Regions from separate parts of the Macaca mulatta genome. Here region 2 is linked to region 1. Evidence: chromatin contacts called from public Hi-C data. All regions are on one chromosome and are shown on one strand. Each heading gives the region's core, a stretch centred on a gene start, on an enhancer-like site or on the middle of the called end of the contact. The rest is flanking DNA. Distances are from core to core; before and after follow the strand shown. Region 1 holds the start of SMURF1 (SMAD specific E3 ubiquitin protein ligase 1). Region 2 holds the start of ARPC1A (actin related protein 2/3 complex subunit 1A).

What was found. Hi-C and Micro-C count contacts between places; a contact is called where the count stands out from the background.
Region 2: a Hi-C map of cortical neurons shows a contact between it and region 1, with 2.0 times the contacts expected there. The contact joins the promoter of ARPC1A here to the promoter of SMURF1 in region 1. A contact is called at or near these places in 2 of 14 Hi-C or Micro-C datasets (cortical neurons and fetal cortex germinal zone).

What each region holds. Positions count from the first base shown.
Region 1 is chr3:46,362,420-46,368,513 of T2T-MMU8v2.0, reverse strand. It overlaps SMURF1 (SMAD specific E3 ubiquitin protein ligase 1), which reads left to right and starts at 1,690. Exons shown (of 18, transcript NM_001257631.1): 1 at 1,690-1,782. The coding sequence starts at 1,728.
Region 2 is chr3:46,556,815-46,563,269 of T2T-MMU8v2.0, reverse strand. ARPC1A (actin related protein 2/3 complex subunit 1A) reads right to left here and starts at 4,002. Exons shown (of 10, transcript XR_013415062.1): 1 at 3,911-4,002. It overlaps LOC144339710 (a long non-coding RNA gene), which reads left to right and starts at 1,529. Exons shown (of 2, transcript XR_013415067.1): 1 at 1,529-2,458; 2 at 2,639-4,013.

The DNA.
Region 1 (6,094 bases), core at 441-2,940:
CCCAGCACTTTGGGAGGCTGAAGCGGGCAGATCACCTGAGCTCAGGAGTTTGAGACCAGCCTGGCCAAAACAGCGAAATCCCATCTCTACCAAAAACACAAAAATTAGCTGGGTGTGGTGGCTAACGCCTGTAATCCCAGCTATCTGGGAGGCTAAGGCATGAGAATCGCTTGAACCCCAGAGGTGGAGGTTGCAGTGAGCCAAGATCGTGCCACTGCACTCCAGCCTTGGTGACAGAGTGAGACCCTGTCTCAAAAGAAAAAAAAAAAAAAGGTAGTGGGTAAAAAACAAGTTTGATAAACCTAGCTTTCTCTTTCTAATAACATATCATTTTCTTTCTATAACATGCTAACAGAAAGGCGTTTGTTTGCTGGAGAAAGCGCATAATGAACTTTGTGTGTGTGTGTGTGTGTGTGTGTGTGTGTGTGTGTGTTTGGAGACAGTGTCTAGCTCTGTCGCCCAGGCTGCAGTGCAGTGGCCTGATCATAGTCACTGCAACCTTGAACTCTGGGGCTCAAGCGTTCCTCCCACTTCAGCCTCCCAGTACCTGGGACTACAGGCGTGCACCACCGTGCCCAGCTAATTTTTGTATTTTTTGTAGAGATGGTGTCTCCCTATGTTGCCCAGGCTGGCTTCAAAGTCCTGGGCTCAAGTGATCTGCCCGCCTCGGCCTCCCAAAGTGCTGGGATTACAGGCTACAGCCACCTTACCCAGCCATGAGCTGTTGGTTCTAACCTGCAACCCTGGGAGAAGGGGAAACTTAGCAGAAGACTGGGGAACACCAACCACAATGCTGCTTTCTTGTTTGGTAAAATTGTATGCAGATTGGATAATAACAAGCATCCGCCTCTCAACTTTATCCCTCTCTCATCTCATTTTCCTTGTCCGTATATGGCACTTCTGCGATTCTGGCAACTTTGTTATGGGTCAGTGGAGCACACCGGTTGTACAGAACACACCTAAGCGCTTTGTCTCTTTGAGAAGTCCCTCCCTTGAACTTGCACGATCGAAAGCTCTCAACTAAAAAAACTGGTATTGCACGCCTGTGTGCAAGGTGCTTGGTATGGACACAGCCCACGGTTTCATGCAAACACCTCTTCAGTCACTCAGGAGCCACTCAGAGCCTCGCAGAGACAGGGGCCAAAACAGAGGGCGACGGCGCACTGGGCCCCGGGGCCAGCTCTGCTCTCCCTTCCCGGGCTTGGGGCCAGACTCTCCCACCCGCTGGCTCGAGGAAGCGGGAAGACCCCATCCCGCGCGATCCGGGCCTCGCGCGCCCGAGGCGGGTGGGCGACGTAGCGGCGCGCCCCGCCCCGCCCCGGAGCACGCCGCGGGGGCGCGCACGCACGCAGGCACGGGGGCGCGCAGGGCCGGGCCGGCACGGCGGCGGGCGCGCGCGCGGCTCGGGGAGGCGGCGGCGGCGGCGGCGGCGGAAGCGGCGAGGGCGGCTGGCGTCCGGCTCTGAGGTGGTGGAGGCGGCGGCGGCTGCGGCTCGGGACTGGGCTCGGCTGGGAGGAGCGAGAGTCAGAGCGCCGCAGCGAGCGCCGATCTCCCGGCTCGACCATCCGCCTGCCGCCCGGACGCCTGGGCCGCGGAGTTTGTGTCCCGGCTCGGACCCCGGCGCCCAGCCCGGAGCCGTAACCTTGAGGCGGCGGCGGCGGGGCCGGGCCGGGCCGGGCCGGGGGGCGGCGGCGCTGGATCCGCGGCTGCCCGATCGTTGGCGGGAGATGTCGAACCCCGGGACACGCAGGAACGGCTCCAGCATCAAGATCCGTCTGACAGGTACGGCCGGCGGGAGGCCCACCCGCGCCCCTGCGCCCCTGCGCCCCCTCGCCCTCCGTGGAATTCCCCGCCGGGCGCCCTTGGAAGCGGCCCTCCCCCACGCCGGCCGTTGTCCCAGGACCTCGTCACCCCCTTCGGCGTGCGCCCCTTGCTTCTCCCTCCCGGCCCCGCCCCCTCGCCGTTGCCCGGCCCCGCCCCCTGGCCGCTCGCGCCCCCACGGTCTCCCGTTCCCCCGCACCTGCCCCTTCGCGTCTCCGTCCTGGGTCCGCCCCTCTCATTTCCATTCCTGGCCACGCCCCTTGCATCTCCTTCCAGGCCCTGTCCCCTCACCTCTCCCCGGCTCGGCCCCTTGCCTCTCGCTTCCCTTCTTCTCCCTAGCACCGGACCCCTCGCTTCTCCCTCCAGGCCCCGCCCCCTGGCGGTCCTCTCCTTTCCCCACCTTTACCTCCCCGGCACCTGACCCCTCACATCTCCCTGGTCCCGCCCCCTCGCTCCTGTCTGCTCCCGCCTCCTTACTTCTCTGGCCCCGCCCCCTCGCTTCTCCCTGGGTCCAGCTCCCTTGCTTCTCTCTGGTTCCGCCCCCTCACTTCTTTCCTAGCCTGGGCCTTCACTTCTTCCTGGTCCCGCCTCCTCACTTCTTTCCTAGCCTCGGCCCTCACTTCTTCCTGGTCCCACCCCCTCGCTTCTTCATTCCTGGCCCCGTCCCCTTGCTTCTCTCGTTTATTTCTCTCCTCCGCCGTTTTTACGCCCTCCATGCTTCTCCTTGCTTCCCAACCTCTCCGCCCACCTGCCCCCTCGCTTTTCCTTCCTGGCCTCGCCTCTGTTCCCCTGGTCCCATCCCTCACTTCTCACCACTTTCCCATCCTCTCTCTTGCTTTCCTGTTTCCCCTCCCACCTGCTCGCTCCCTTCATCCTCCTGGACTTTCCCACCCGCTTCTCCCCCACTTCCATCCTCTCTTTTGCTATCTCCCCTTCCACTTGCCCCTTGCTTCTGCCCTCCTGCCCCCACCCACCCGCTTCTCACCCCCTCAATCCTTTTTCGTTTCTCCCTCACCCCCTACACCGTCCTCATTTCCTTCTTCCACTAGCCCCGCCCCTCACTTTCAAGCCCCGCCCTCATTCCTGCCTAGCCCCGCCCCCTCGCTGCTGTCTGGCGGGGCCTCCACCCTTTCTTTCCTTCAGCCTGAAATTCCTCAATCCTATCTTGTAGCTGCTCCCAGTCCTGCTCTCCTCACTTCCCCCTGGTCCAGCCCTCGTCAGTCTCAGTCTGGGCCACTTCCTGTCTCTTAGGCCAGACCGCTAGCTACTTTTGACTCGGCTTCTTCAATTTTTACCTTTTCTGCATTTTGTTTCACCATCACCCTCACACTCAGCAACCCTGAGCGCCCGTGAGACGCTGATCCCTACTCCCACACTCACTGGAGGCTTTGGAAGCTGCCCACACGCAGGCTCCTTGATTCATTTCGTCTTCAGTGAAAAGCCCGTGTTTCCTGGGTGGCTCTGTAGTGCCACCTTCAAGGGTGAGCGCAACTCTCTGCCGTGGGCCTGCGACTTGGTGGCGTGGATGTGATGCCAGTCTGTCTCCCTAGTGGGCTCCAGAGGTTCTGGACCAGGCTGCATCCTCATCTTCCCTTTCTCACTCTCCCTGGTACTACTGTCTTCCCAGTTTCAATTCATCCCTAAAGCAGGACGGCCGTGTTGCAAATGTGGCTCTGCTCCGGGACTTTCCAAACTCGAATATTTCCAGCTCTGGAAAGAAACTAAAAAGTTCATTCTAATCCCCGTCAGGGATTTTCCCCTGGATTTTTCTGTTCAGTGGCTCAGTCGGGTGAGAACTCCAAAGTCCTGGTCTGGGCAGGTCCTTTCAAAGAGAGAATGAGCGTTTTGAACACTATATGGCAGATGCGCAGCCATAAAGTCATCGGTAAAATCCATGCAAACAATGGGTAATTTTTTTAAAACTAAAATTTACTTTGAGAGCCCATAGTTGTTGCATGGCCCAACTTTTGTCTGAAGAGAAGGTTTTGTTTTTTTGTATAAAGATAATGAGATAATGATTTGGACCCAGACCCAGACCCTGGTTTTGTAATGTAAGAGGTAGTTTCCTCTGGGATCTTTGCTTCTGGGGAAATAGATTTCTTCACACCAGGGCTGATAGGAAACACTTCTCACTTTGTAGATACAATGTAGATACATTTTTATTTATGCGGTAACATAAAAGTAACATTTTTGAGATTGTAATACTTGGAAAGCTTTTAACTTGGTTCTGATTTACAACTCAGTCTGTAATTGACATCATATTGGTTTCAGTTATCTTGTTAAAAGCGAAAGCAACTGATTTTGTGTTTTGTTAGAAATATGATGAGTGTTTTAGAAGGAATAGGTTTTAATTGAAATGTTTATGTCCGGTATATATATATTAATTAATCCTAGTTGCCAAGCCTGGGCCTTGAAAGGGAGGACTTGGGTTGTCCTCCTCCCAAATTATTTTTGGATTCAGGAATTTAGATTATCGATGCAAGAATGCTTTAAGGAATTTTTGGATGACATTTGATAGGGAAGGACCAGGTGATGAGTGTTCTTTCTGAAACACCTTTTCCCTTTCCCTTTCCCTTTCCCTTTCCCTTTCAGTAGATGTTATGAATGGTTTGAGAGGATCTGTGAGTGTGATCATCCTTACAATACAATTGCGGTTTAGCGGTGATGGTGTACACATGCAATGCCAGTACGTGGAACCTTAGTTTACCTCGAAAGGTTTGAACTAGAAAGTTTGTTGACAGCGGAATAGGTTTTGGCCTCATCTTTTTGGTTAAGGGAAGTTTGAACTCTCACTTCTGGAATGTTGAGTAACAATCTTTCAGAAGTTGAATACTTTTGTTACAGGTTTCAGAGTTTATTTCCATGTTTGTTATTTGAAAAAAAAAAAAAAAAAAAGGACTTTAAAAAAATGAGGGATGTTTCAACCAGTCAATGAATATACACAGAGCGAAATTCAGTGCAAAGATAGCGAAGATGGCTGGGCGCGGTGGCTCATGCCTGAAATCCCAGCACTTTGGGAGGCTGAGGCGGATCATGAGGTCAGGAGATTGAGACCATCCTGGCTAACACGGTGAAATCCCGTTTCTACTAGAAATACAAAAAATTAGCGGGGTGTGGTGGCACGCGCCTGTAATCCCAGCACTTTGGGAGGCTGAGATGGGGCGGATCATGAGGTCAGGAGATTGAGACCATCCTGGCTAACACGGATGAAACCCCATCTCTACTAGAAAGACAAAAAATTAGCTGGGCGTGGTGGCACGTGCCTGTAGTCCCAGCTCTTTGGAAGGCTGGAGCAGGAGATAGCTTGAACCCGGGAGGTGGAGCTTGCAGTGAACTGAGATTGTGCCACTGCACTCCAGCCTGGGGGACAGAGCAAGACTCTGTCTCAAAAAGAAAAAAAAAAAGAAAAAAGATGCTGAAGAGACTACATTTAGAACTTTGGGGTCCACGATTCTATTTGGGGGTGAATAGGGCATTAGATTTAGAGTTAGGAGACCTGGATTCTAGACAGATCTCTCATTAACTACGTGTTACGGAACAAGTTATTTAACCTTTTTGGGTCTCAGTTTCTTTATATATCAAATGAGATTTCAGCTCTGTTATAATACTCTGATCCTCCTTCTCACAGGATATATCAATTTGGCTACCTACTTATTTCAAATCACCGTTGGGCACTTAGGCTTACTAGTGTTCTTAATCCTGATATTCAGAAAATTGTGTTGGAGTGTAGCACATGTGTTTGATTTATGCCAAGCATTACTTTTGTGTATTGATTACATTTATGACTATTTCTTCATGTGAGATTGTTTTTGAAAACTGTTGGATAATATGTGGAACTGCTTTGGCAACCTGGTCTAAACAGAAGAATATTTGAGCCTTTATATTTAAAATAATATCATTTTAATGAATGTTTTTGTGGTATTTTAGTAGGAAAATAGTTTTTAAATTGTTTCAGTAGGTTTGGGGGCATAATATATCCAGAATCAAGTAATCTTTGTTAAAGAGCATTATCTTGTAGTCATTGGAGTTCACTGGCAAATCAAACACTTTAGAAACATTTCGATTGAAGAATCAAGCAGGTTTTGCAAAAACTTTGTTCTTATGTGGTACACAAACGAATCCCAGACGCATTGTTTAGGCCACTTTAGGTAAAAGAATGGAATTCAGGGTTCTACAATGCTCTTCAAGAAGATTAAATTTTATTGTAATGTCAACCAATTAGGTGAAATACCAAGTGCCTAAACTTTTTTTGCTTTTATGCATTGAAATACTC
Region 2 (6,455 bases), core at 2,753-5,252, 190 kb before region 1:
GAATTCAAATGAGAATGTTTAATTTTTTTTTTTTTAAAAGAACTTCCAGATGCTCACTGCATGCTTCTCTCTTTATCTCTGATATCAGATGCTCACTCCAAATTGTTCCATCACAACAGATTTTAGTTACAGCTACTCAAAATAACACGCTGTCATAAAATAACTCCTTAATTAAAAGTGCTTTAGTTCAAAAGCCACATTTGATAAGCTTATTTGTTAACTAAAAATAAAATTGGTCTGCAAATCAGTAATTTGATGCAAATATCTGTGTGCCATAAAGTATATGTTTCACGTCCAGTTGAAAAGTACAGCTGCGGACAAAAGGCTTTCTCATGTTCAACTCAGTTTTATAAGCAATGTAGCAAAGACTTCAAAAGAGGTGGCCATTTACACAACAGTGTAATTGCTTCTAAAATTTCTAATTTTGCCATATCATTCAAGTTCCATATTTGGACATACACTCAAGACCTGTACTTCTTTTATAATCAGGTGGCTATTTTAAGTCTGTAGGCCAAGACAACACTCATGTTTGTCAAATTTAGAATGCACCTAGCAAACACAGCTTGCATTCATGAAACCCAGTGAATGCAGAAGAAATTCCTAATAGCCTGAATTATGTACCAAGAAAGGGTACCTTCTGTCATAGGGTGATAATTATAATTTCTAAACTATGATTAATGTTTAAGTGAAATCTGAAAAGTTTTGTCTTAAGAGAGCTAGAGAGGGAGAAAAGGGAACAAATAAAAATGTCAGGAACTCCTCATCCCTTTTCTTTCTTTTCTTTTCTTTCTTTCTTTCTTTCTTTCTTTCTTTCTTTCTTTCTTTCTTTCTTTCTTTCTTTCTTTCTTTCCTTTCTTCCTTTTTCTTCCTCTTTCTTCCTCTCTTTCTCTTTCTTTCTTTCTCTCTCTCTCTCTCTTTCTTTCTTTCCTTTCTCTCTTTCTCTTTCTCTCTTTCAGACAGAGTCTCTGTCACCCAGGTTGGAATGCAGTGGCGCGCGATTTCGGCTCGTTGCAAGCTCCACCTCCCGGGTTCACACCATTCTCCTGCCTCAGCCTCCCGAGTAGCTGGGACTACAGGTGCCTGCCACCACGCCTGGCTAATTTTTTTTGTATTTTTAGTAGAGACAGGGTTTCACAGTGTTAGCCAGGATGGTCTCGATCTCCTGACCTCGTGATCCGCCCGCCTCGGCCACCCAAAGTGCTGGGATTACAGGCATGACCACCGCACCCGGCCCCCCCATCCCTTTTCTTTATCTATCACACAGAATACAGAGTCATTCTGATGTATGGCTAGCCATGGGCTCTGAAGCCGAGGCTGGGTTTGAACCCTGGCTTTTGACACACACTAGCTATGAGACCCTGGGCAAGTCACTTGATATGTCTAAATATCATTTTTTTTCTTCTGTAAAATAGATATACCACCGATATCACAAGGAGAATTAAATGAGACAACACGTGAAAGCAAGTAGTACAGAGCGTAGCCTGAAAATACATGCCAGTAGGTTCCCTTTCTTCCTTTGACCCAAGGCTTTTTTTTTTTTTCAGATGGAGTTTTGCTCTTGTTGCACAGGCTGGAGTGAAATGGCGCGATCTCAGCTCACCGCAACCTCTGTCTTCTGGGTTCAAGTGATTCTCCAGCCTCAGCCTCCCAAGTAGCTGGGATTATAGGTGCGTGCCACCATGCCTGGCTAATTTTGTATTTTTAGTAAAGACGGGGTTTCTCCATGTTGGTCAGGCTGGTCTCAAACTCCTGACATCAGGTGATCCACCCGCCTCAGCCTCCCAAAAAGTTGGGATTACAGGCGTAAGCCACTGCGCCTGGCCAACCCAAGGCTTTTAAACCAACCATAGAACCCACCAGTTAGTTTCTCTGAGCTTGGAAACGTTGACATATGCTATAAATTCTTGGCCCTACTCCTTTGGAGCTTGAAAGTATTCACACAAGTGGGAATTTCCGTCCCCTATTTAGGGTCAGTTTTTAAGACCGTGATTCACCTAGTTCCTAATCACTCTCATTACCCAATCTAGCAACATCAAGTACTCCAACAAGGTCACCACACCCTCCTCAACGTTCAGACAGGCTCCAGTCCAGGCACCAGCCTCACCAGCAGACCATTTTAAACTTCTTTATGTAGGATTTGTTTCAGCATTGGATGAGACGATTAGATCAAAGTATCACCACTCCCCGTCCAAAATAGGAGTTTTCCAAAATGGTCCCTTCCTTTAACTGTGATTAACAGATGTACTCCAGAAGATCTCCGAATACTTTGTGGGAGAAAATAGCCATATAAGCTGGGTGCGGTGTCTCACACCCCAAATCCCAGCAGTTTGGGAGGTCGAGGTGGGAGGACAGCTTGAGCTCAGGAGCTCCAGACGAGCTTGGGCCACATATGAGACCCTGTCTTTACAAAAAATACAAAAAGAAAAAAAAAATTAGCCAAGTGCAGTGGCTCATGCCTGTAGTCCCAGCTACTCGGGAGGCTGAGGCAGGAGAATCGCTTGAACTCAGGAGGTGGAAGTTGCAGTGAGCCGAGATCACACCACCACACTCCAGCCTGGGTGACAGAGTGAGACTCTATCTCCAAAAATAAATAAATAAAAATAAATGAAAATTAGCCCAGCGTGGTGGCACATGCCAGTAGTCTCAGCTACTCAGGAGGCTGAGGTGGGAGGATCTCTTAAGCCCAGGAGGTCGAGGCTGCAGGACACACACACACAAAAAGGAAGACAACAGCCATACAGTTACCCACTCCCTAACAGGACAAAAACACCTTCCTGACTGATGCCCCTCTTTTGTTTTTAGATACCTGAAAACCCAGGCCCTATGTAAAACCAAAAGACTAGATAAAATTGAGAAGAGAGGGCAGAACTAAGATAATCTCGGCAATTTAAGCTATGAGTTGACATAGACAGAAGGTTCCAAAGCTGCAAAACAGATGGCTTTATAATCAAAGATTCTAAGCTATAATTGATTAAGTGCCTCTCATGTTCCCAGCAGCGTTGTAAATACCGGGATGGGGCCAGAAACTTAAATAAGGCTGACACCATTCTGGTCTTCAAGTCTGGAGGGTTGGTGTTTGGGGAGAGTGGAGGAGGTAGAAAAGGAAAGGAAGACGGATATGCATAGAATGCCCAGAAGCAGTAATAATAGCTAATATTTATTGATCACCTACTCTGGGCCAGGAACTATTCTAAGCAATTTACGCAAATAAGCTCATTTCATCCTTAGCAAAACAGTAAGAATCTTTTTCTTGCAGATGAGGAAACAGGCACAGAGAAGCATCTTCCCAGGATCACCCAGCAAAAGTGGCGGTGCCAGGATTGGCATAAAAGATTCCAACAAGCGAATAAGAGCGCTGAGAAGGGAGAAATTTTGACTTGGGGGAAGGCGGTGCTCATGCAGGGGAATCTTAAAGAACTCGGGAGAAGGTTTTTCTCGAGATCGGGAAGGTTCCCCAATAACTGAAGGATTGAGGGCTGCCCTAGAGAGCAGGCAAACATCCTATGGGCGCCTACTGTATGCAGGGATCGACTGTAGGCGCCAAAGAGATGAAAAGTCCCGCAGGTCGCTCGATTAGGGGAGATCCTTCTGCTTGACACAATTTTAAAGACGGTGACAAATGCCCCCAGCAGAGATGCAAGTAGGACCCTGGGAGCGCAGAAGGGGCCGTTAATTCGGTCATCGGAGGCGGCTAGGAGCTTGAACATCCTGAGAGAAGCTCCAGGGGATCCACGGAGAAAGGGGATCCCCGCCCCCTCAGGAGGCCCCAGCCGGGAGACCCGGCCGCGCCTCAGCCTCGGGGCCCCGCGGCCTAAGACCCCGTCTCACTGCCCCCGCGGGTCCAAGGCCGGGGCGAGGCCTGGACAACAGAGGCCGACAGGTTGAGACGCTCGCCCCTGCTGGCCGTTACCTGGGATCGGGGGAGTCCGGACGAGCTCGGAGCGGAGGATTCGCGGACTCTGGGCAGTCGACGCGAACAGGCTCCGGCGGGCGCGGGCGGAGGACGGAAGCCCAGAGGGAGCGGCTGACAGATCCCGGAAGTGGCCACAGCGCCTGCGCGTTGCGGCCCCGCGGGCCGTCCGCGCATGCGGACAGCTCGGGCGTGCAGTCCGGGGCTAGGCAGGCTGTGGAGCAGGAGGATACGCTGTCCGATCGGCTTGGTACCGGCGGCGGCCCTTCAGAGGAAATGCGGCCCCACGGAACGCCTGGCAAGTGCTGGGGAAGCGGCATGGTCATCTCACTCCGTTCCTCAACTAATTACCTCACAATCGCGAGCCGAAGTGTGGCGCCTTGGCAGTTTCGCAAGTTCTTTTGTCAGGAGATGAGTGATTGAGGATTGGGGGTCTTTGGAGCTCTTGGACCTGACAAACAATTGTTTTTCTCCCTTCAGAGAGCCAAGGTCAGAGCCAGTCGACCTCAGCGCTCCTCGCTGCAGGGAGCCTCCGCCCCCGCGGTGCTCCCTCTGTGGAAAACCCCTGAAGCCCCCCAGGAACATTCTCGACCCTTCCTGGGGCAGAATCACTTGTTCCCTGCTCCCAAGATGGCGCCTCAGGGAAAAAGGGTTGGGGGAACTTGGCAAGGTCCCCAATTCACAGAGGACAGAGCCTGTCCCGCAGATGCAGCTTCTGAGAAATGCCCTGATCCCCACCTGCAACCAGGCTGCTGCCCTTGAACCCGTAGAAATTCTGGAGCAGCCCCAGCCCCCTTAGATGGGGCTACTCGAGAGCTTTTCTTTTTTCTTTCTTTTTATCTTTTTTTAAACAGGTTCTCGATCTGTAGCCCAGGCTGGAGTGCATTGGCGCGATCATAGCTCACTGCAGCCTGGAACTCCTGGGCTCAAGCGATCCTCCCGCCTCAGCACCCCATGTAGCTGGGACTACAAGTGCACACCACCACGCCTGGCTAATTTTTATTTTTTAGTAGAGACAGGGTCTTGCTGTGTTGCTCAGGCTGGTCTTGAACTCCTGGGCTCAAGCTGTCCTTCCTCTTTGGTCTATCAAAGCCCTCGGATTACAAGTGTGAGTCACTGTGCCTGGCTAATTTTTATATTTTTTGTAGAGATGAGGTTTCCCTATGTTGTCCAGGCCGGTCTTGAGCCCCTGGGCTCAAGCAGTCCTCCATCCTCTGCTTCCCAAAGTGCTGAGTGTGAGCCCCCCCTCCGTGCCAGGCCAACCAAGGGCTTGTCTCCTTCCCTTTGGTATTTACAAGTTTTATCCCAATGCTTGGTTGTAAGTTGAGGTTTACATAGGTGTACTTGTCAAACTCTCAATTTCAGACCCGCTATGTTCTTTTTGAGACGGAGTGTTGCTCTGTCGCTCAGGCTGGAGTACAGTGGCGCCATCTCGGCTCACTGTAACCTGTGCCTCCCGGGTTCAAGTGATTCTCCTACCTTAACCTCCTGAGTAGCTGGGACTACAGCCGCGCGCCACCATGCCTGGCTGATTTTTGTATTTTTAGTAGAGACGGGGTTTCACAATGTTGGCCATGCTAGTGTTGAACTCCTGACTTTAGGTGATCCCACCTGCCTCAGCCTCCCAAAGTGCTAGGATTACAGGCGTGAGCCACGGTGCCCCACCAGACCCGCTATGTTCTTTGGAGTTAGTGTAGAGGTCCCCAACCTCCTGGCTGCTAACGGGTACTGGTCTGTTGCCTTTTAGGAACCCATTGGCACATGAGGTGAGCAGGACGAGCCAACGAAGTGTCATCTGTATTTACAGCTGCTCCCCAACTCTCGCATTACTGCCTGAGCTCTGCCTGCTGTTGCATCAGTGGGGACATTAGATTCTCATAGGAAAGTGAACCCTATTGTGAACTGCATATGTGAGGGATCTAGGTTGCATGCTCGTATAAGAATCTAATGCCTGATGATCTAAAACCATCCCACCCCTCTCCCCCTGCCCCTGCCCTCTAGTCCGTGGAAAAATTGTCTTCCATGAAACTGATCCCTGGTGCCAAAAAGATTGGGGACCACTGAGTTAGTGAATCCAGCTGTTAATGGAGCACTCTCTGCACTGAAAGTCACTAATTTTAACTCTGCCCCATGGTTACAAAGTCTTTGGTCATAGGGTAATAGAGCAGATGGAGCATGAAGACCATTGTAAATTCCTTACCGCCTCCAAGAGACAGCTTGGGAAAGGGAGGACAGCAGTTGTGGAAAGCAGGGATTCTTGTGTGTCTGCAAGTTACATGAATCAATTCCCAAGTATATAGAGGAGTTTATGAAGGTCCCACTTCTTTACAAGGAACACTTACTGCTTTGATGGAATTTATAATCTGGATGGACGAGAGTGACAAATGCAAATTAATACCAGACTTTATGATAAGTGACAAGAAATGTTAGCCCCAGAAAAATAACAGACATTTACTCTTAGTCACTAGTTCTGATTTGAAATAGAATTTTCCAGTTTAGCCTAACCAAATCTTACCATCTGATGCATTTCACTTCTTTTTTTTTT